Linked DNA regions of Hordeum vulgare: region 1 is linked to region 2. Evidence: chromatin contacts called from public Hi-C data. All regions are on one chromosome and are shown on one strand. Each heading gives the region's core, a stretch centred on a gene start, on an enhancer-like site or on the middle of the called end of the contact. The rest is flanking DNA. Distances are from core to core; before and after follow the strand shown.

Region 1 (2,875 bases), core at 165-2,664, 430 kb after region 2:
CAGAATTTGTAAAGAATACCTTGCCGAAAACTACTTATCATTTTCTTCTCCTCCTCGTTGGGTTCGGCACTCTTACTTATAGACTATGCCTCTCGCAGAAGAGGGAAACAAAGAAGTGCGGTTTTTTGAGAGACGGGATTGTGTCTTTCGTAGTAGCAAATCTGTGTATCCACGAGAAGCGAATCTATGTCTCTCTCGAAAGATAAAGAAAATCATTTTCTGAGAGGCATGACCGTGTCTCTCGCGGAAGCAAATTTGTGCCACCACGGAAAGCAAATATATGCCTCTCGCGGAAGGGAGGAATGCGTTTTATTTTCCTTTTCCTAGAGACACGACTGTGTCTTTCGCGATGGCAAATCCGTGTCTCTCGCAGGAGAAAAAACACCATTTTTTATTTAAAAAAGCTGTTCCAAATCCTAGGGAAACCAAAACAGGGGAAAAAATCTTAAAGCCTAAAATGCATAAAAAGGAAAAAATCCAAAAAAAAAACAAATGGTGTGTTTTCGGTGTGACCCTTGGAGAGGCTCAGCTAAGCGCTCCTAGTTGACGCATTTTGCGCCAAACAGCCCCCTGACGCACGCAGTGAACCCAGACTGGGTCGGCCCATGATGTAGCGATCGCGTCCGTGCTGCTGGGCCAGCACACCTTCTGCTCGTCCCCAACTGGGCCGGCCAAATTATTTTTTAGTTTCAAAAAATCTAAAAATTGTTTTTCCATTTTTTTCAAATTCTGGAATATTTTTCAAATTTCGGAACAGTTTTTCAAATTTCGATACATTTAAAAAAAATCGAAACATTTTGATAAAAAATCCAGAACATTTTTTCAAATTTTGGAACATTTTTTAAAATTATGGAACGCTTTTTAAAAATGAACATTTTTTCAAATTCTGGAACATTTTTTTGAAATTCTTGAACAACTTTTCAAATTCTGGAACTTTTTAAAATTCCAGAACATTTTTCAAATTCCGGAAAAAAAATTCAAATTCCGAAACAGATTCCAAATTGTGGAGCATTTCTTCAAATTCCAAACCATTTCTTTAAATTTCGAAACATTTTTTCAAATTCCGGAACATTTTTTGAAAATCCAAAACATTTTAGAAACAGAAACAAAAAAGAATAAATAAAAAAGGAAAGAAAAAACGTTTCAGGGAATCTTCTAGAAAGTTCCCAAAATCAGAAAAAATCGACTGGAAACCTCTAGAAGGTTCCTAAAACCGGGATCGGTGAAAGTGCTAACGGAGCGGCCCAAACCTCTTCGTTGCTTGCATTTCTTGTGCGTTTGCCCGCCTATTCGAAGCAAAGGGTTTTCCGGCTCAGCTCCCAAGCAGGCGTTGTTGGGTCGCAGCCCGCCTGGGACGCACGTGAGCGCCATCCCACTTTTCCGGTGTTGAAGGCGTAGAATAGGAGGTCTCTTCACTAGGTACCCATCCTAAAAAAAAAAAACCTAGTTTGCTCCACTCTTTATCAGGCCTCCATTTGCTGTAGCTGTCGGCTCATGTGGCTCTTGTATACTTTTGAGGTCAGTTTTATTTGTGTTGTTTAATTTACAGAATAGTAGCTTTTAGGCACGAAGAAAATGAGGGTAAGCAAGTTAACTCACCTCCCCCACTCGCAGTTACAGATATTTGATTATATATCTCTATCTAAAACGCAGAGCTAGCACTTGCTTGCATTAAGTTGAAAAGGCCAATAGCAAAACACCAAGGCCGTCAGTTGTAGAAGAGGCATTCCCTTTTTTATTATTGCACTGATAATTCGGTAACAGTTCTGCCATGGGTGGCAAACAAAACAAAACAAAACACCTGATCCCTACACCCCCTACCAAGGAACAGCACACTGGCAAACAAAACAAAACATCTTATTTGTTTTCCTCGCAAGTATTCAGAACAAAAGACTACCAAGTCCAATATTGTGCAAGAAGGGTACAAGTTGCCGGCCATCTACCTCAGAAAATCTATCAATACAGTCACAGATATCTATGAGGGGGCGCCGAGGTAGGACGCCAGCCGCAGGATGTCGCAGAAGACGCCTCCGGCAGTCACCTCCGCGCCCGCGCCTGGCCCGCGCACGATCAGTGGCTGCTCCTTGTACCTCGAAGTAGTGAAGGCGATGATGTTGTCGGATCCAGATAGCTGAGCGAATGGGTGGTCTCTCTTGTACCTCTGCAGTTCTACCCTTCCCTTCCCGTTCAGCACGTCCACCACTCCGACGTACCGCAGTACCTTCAGGTTAAAAAAACTCAATCACCTCTACTCAATAAATTTTGGAGAACATCCAGAGTAGATGGAATGCAGTGGGCAATTTAGATTTGGGAATTTGAACAATTCTGGTTATAGTCACATGCTACGAGTTGAATCAAACATGGGGGCTTCAAGAAAGTGGAACAGGTTTTACTCACTTCGCCTGCAGCCTCAGCCTCATGGCGCTGTCTGGCCCAATCCTGGTCAAATGATGGTAGCTTTTGCATGAATTCATTTGGCGACGAGCATGACTGCATGGCGAACCCAGTTAGCAAGTGTAAAGCTGTAAATGCGTAACAAGGTATTGGCTATTATGAATAAGACTTAACCAGTCCTTACCTTAAGTGCCTCTGGCACAAGGCTCTCTACCGGGATATCTGAAAGCTCAAGTCTCAAACCAGACTCCCTTGCAAGGATAATGACCTGCTCATCCAAACCAAAAGGCAACAAATTTTGATGAACAATTAACAAAAAAAATAATGGAAAACATAAGTTTCTAAAGACTGGGACAAAGTCCAAATTATTAACCCAGTATGTTTTTCTTTCATTTTGCCTAAGGATGATGTGGTGCTAGCCGATGATAGCCGAAGGGGGGTTAATAGAAAGTTAGAGTTATGAAGGCGGACTCTAGAATCG
Region 2 (2,700 bases), core at 100-2,599:
ACGCCGGGGGCAGCGTCCCGTTGAAGGCGTTCGACGATATGTCCACCTCCACGAGCGCGCACGACGACGACGGCGGCGGCGCGTGCGAGAGGTTGCCGTAGAAGGCATTGCCGCGCAGGTCGAGACGCTGCAGCGCCGGGAGCGCGAAGAGCGCGCCGAACCGAAGGTCGCCGGCGAGGTCCATGCCGCTGAGGTTGACGGCGACGACCCGGCCGTCGAGCGGCGGCGCGCACAAGACGCCGGTCCACGAGCAGGGCGCCGTGGAGTTTGCGGCGGCCCCGGACGCCCAGCTCGTGAGAGCGCCGCGCGGGTCGTCCACCACGGACGCGCGCCTGAAGGCGAGCAGCGCCGCCGCCTCGCCGGCTTCGGCAATGGCGGGCGCCAGCAGCCGGAGCAGCACGAGCAAGAAGAAGAAGAAGGCCGCCGTGAAGGGCGGGGAGGACGACATGGCTTCGAGTCCTCCGGGTCAATTTGCAGCCGTCGATTCTTGCAAGGAGGAAAACGGAGATGCCGGCGGCGGCGGTGGCCGTTGTGTGCTTTCGAGATGTTGGGTGGGCTTCACATGTCGATGGAGAAGATTTGGGTCGCGATATCCCTGCAAATTCGCCGGAATTTGAGCTCATCGGCTACGGAAACAAACTCCACACCCAAATTGGCAGCACAATTTGCTCGTGCACATACGAAGAACAGAAAAAGAGAAGGCAAGGAATCTTGGTAGGGGAAAGCACGCAAGAACAACCGGAGCAAATGCAAAATTCCTTGGCCAAATTCAACACACTAAACCCCCAAAACCCAAAACGTGATAGAACCCATGAAACGAATCCTAGTACTAAGAAACAAGCTCCAATTCGGACGCGAAACACAAACATGTTGCAAGCAACCCGGCCAAAAAAAAAAGTCCAATTTCAAGCTTCAAACCACCAAAAACCCAGCCAAAACATTGGCTGCAACGAAGCCAAGAAGCAGCATAATAAAAGGGAAGATTAGGAGAGCCGCGCACCTTGGCCAGGAGCAGAAGTACGGCGCCTGAAGCAGAAACCTCATCAAGAAAGAAAGAAAGAAACGGAGGAAGAAATCCCACAGGCTGAGAAGAGGTGGTTTGGAGCAGAATCTAGCGGCCGCGGGAATCGCAGGCCAGGACAAGGGAAGAAGATTAGACGAGGGAGAAGCAGAAGCAGAAGCAGAGGAAGCACACACAGGCCTACGCTTGGCTATTTAAGTAGGGGAGATGTAGAGAGAGAGAGAGACGGAGCTCCGCTCCGGCGCGGAGGCAGGCTACTACCCAACCGCCATTAGTTTAGCAGCCTCCACGGGGCTTGTTTGCTTGCGACGGCAATTTCGCCCGAAAAGAAGGGGGGCGCCGAGTTGTTTATTCGCGCCGCGGGAGAAGGGGGCGCGTTTCCAAGGGTGAGTAAATATTAATCGGCCTCGCCGAGGGGCTGCATGGAAATACGTAGCAGTTTGGGTGCTCGAAATGCTCACTTTTATTTTCTCTTCTTTATTTCTTTCCCACCCACGGGGGGTGTGGGGGTCTCGGCTCAGCGTCCGAGCGAGCGAGTCGGGTCAAAGTTGGGATTTGATTCCCCCGAGCGAGCGAGCCCGGCTTTTGGGCATCATCTCCTGCTCCCAAGCACGTTGGGGCACCAGGGGTTCCGAATCTGTGGCGGCATTTTGGAGGGGAAAAGAATCCTGCGTTTCTGAATGGAACTTTTACTGGTGCTTCTCCATGTATCGGCCTCTTTGATTCGGTAGAAATTGTAACGTTTTTTGTAGGATCAGAGTTCCTAGGGACTTTTGCTACGTTGTTGCCTTATTTGTACATTGGATCCCTCGATGTATTACTTTTGGGATGCTTTGTACTTCTTGTGAATTCTTATGTTCGAATTATTATCGCAAAAATCAAAATCTTATATGGACTTTTTTTGTACGAATTCTTTGCACTACGTTTTACAGGGAATACAATCATGTAGTCAATTTATCTGTTTTTCTTTGGGTGCAACTAAATGAACTTTAATGCAAACAAAATCTGCTAGCGTTGGATTTAACATTGCAATTTTGGCTTCTTCTTTTTTGCATTTTTCAAATCTAGGGAATCAAAAGGATAGGGACGGTTCTTTTCGCAGCTTAAACAGTAAGCCGCCCCTTTTCTAGCTTTTCCCACAGGGGCTTCTAAACCAATTATGAAATAATTAATTTAGAAGTCTCAACAAACTTAGAAGAGAGCTTATTTTTTAAATTGGTTTCACATAAATTTTTATGTCTAGTTTCATGAGAATTTCTATGCCTGGAAACAATAATTCCTATATCTGGTGGGATGCCTCAGCGTGCCGCAGAATGCTTAGGAGACATTATGTTCTTCTCCCGTTGTCTCTCAGTTCCTACGTTGATGCTCTAGAGTATGGATATGCGGCGATCATGGAGGGCCTTTCCCAAGCGTCACAATGCTCACCGCTTCCCGTTACCATGGACTTGGACTAGCTCGAGGCGGAGAAGTCCATCTTTTGTGAGTGTGGATAGTTTTCATCACATAATGCTAGTCGAAGAGGTGAAGTTTATGTTTCAAGAGGGAAGGAAGATACGTGTTGCACATCAGTCGAATTCAGAACATTGTTAGTCATTTCCTTGCTAATTATGGTAGGTTTGAGCCATGTACGACGGATTTTGTCCGATCCCCCATCTATGTAAAGATGATTACCACAT

What was found. Hi-C and Micro-C count contacts between places; a contact is called where the count stands out from the background.
Region 1: a Hi-C map of seedling shows a contact between it and region 2, with 4 times the contacts expected there. The contact joins the enhancer-like site here to the promoter of LOC123398266 in region 2. A contact is called at or near these places in 2 of 6 Hi-C or Micro-C datasets (leaf and seedling).

What each region holds. Positions count from the first base shown.
Region 1 is chr5H:378,723,202-378,726,076 of MorexV3_pseudomolecules_assembly, forward strand. It overlaps LOC123399801 (bifunctional aspartokinase/homoserine dehydrogenase 2, chloroplastic), which reads right to left. Exons shown (of 19, transcript XM_045094183.1): 17 at 2,579-2,662; 18 at 2,398-2,490; 19 at 1,713-2,221. The coding sequence ends at 1,976. Among protein-coding and RNA genes, the nearest start is that of LOC123399801, 20 kb to the right of the region's middle. Within about 2 kb of position 1,415, at least 3 of the 3 cell types and tissues checked have open chromatin away from gene starts, as enhancers often do. A contact at or near this core is called in leaf and seedling, where this site is marked.
Region 2 is chr5H:378,296,078-378,298,777 of MorexV3_pseudomolecules_assembly, forward strand. LOC123398266 (brassinosteroid LRR receptor kinase BRL1-like) reads right to left here and starts at 1,350. Exons shown (of 2, transcript XM_045092754.1): 1 at 1,001-1,350; 2 at 1-595. The coding sequence starts at 448.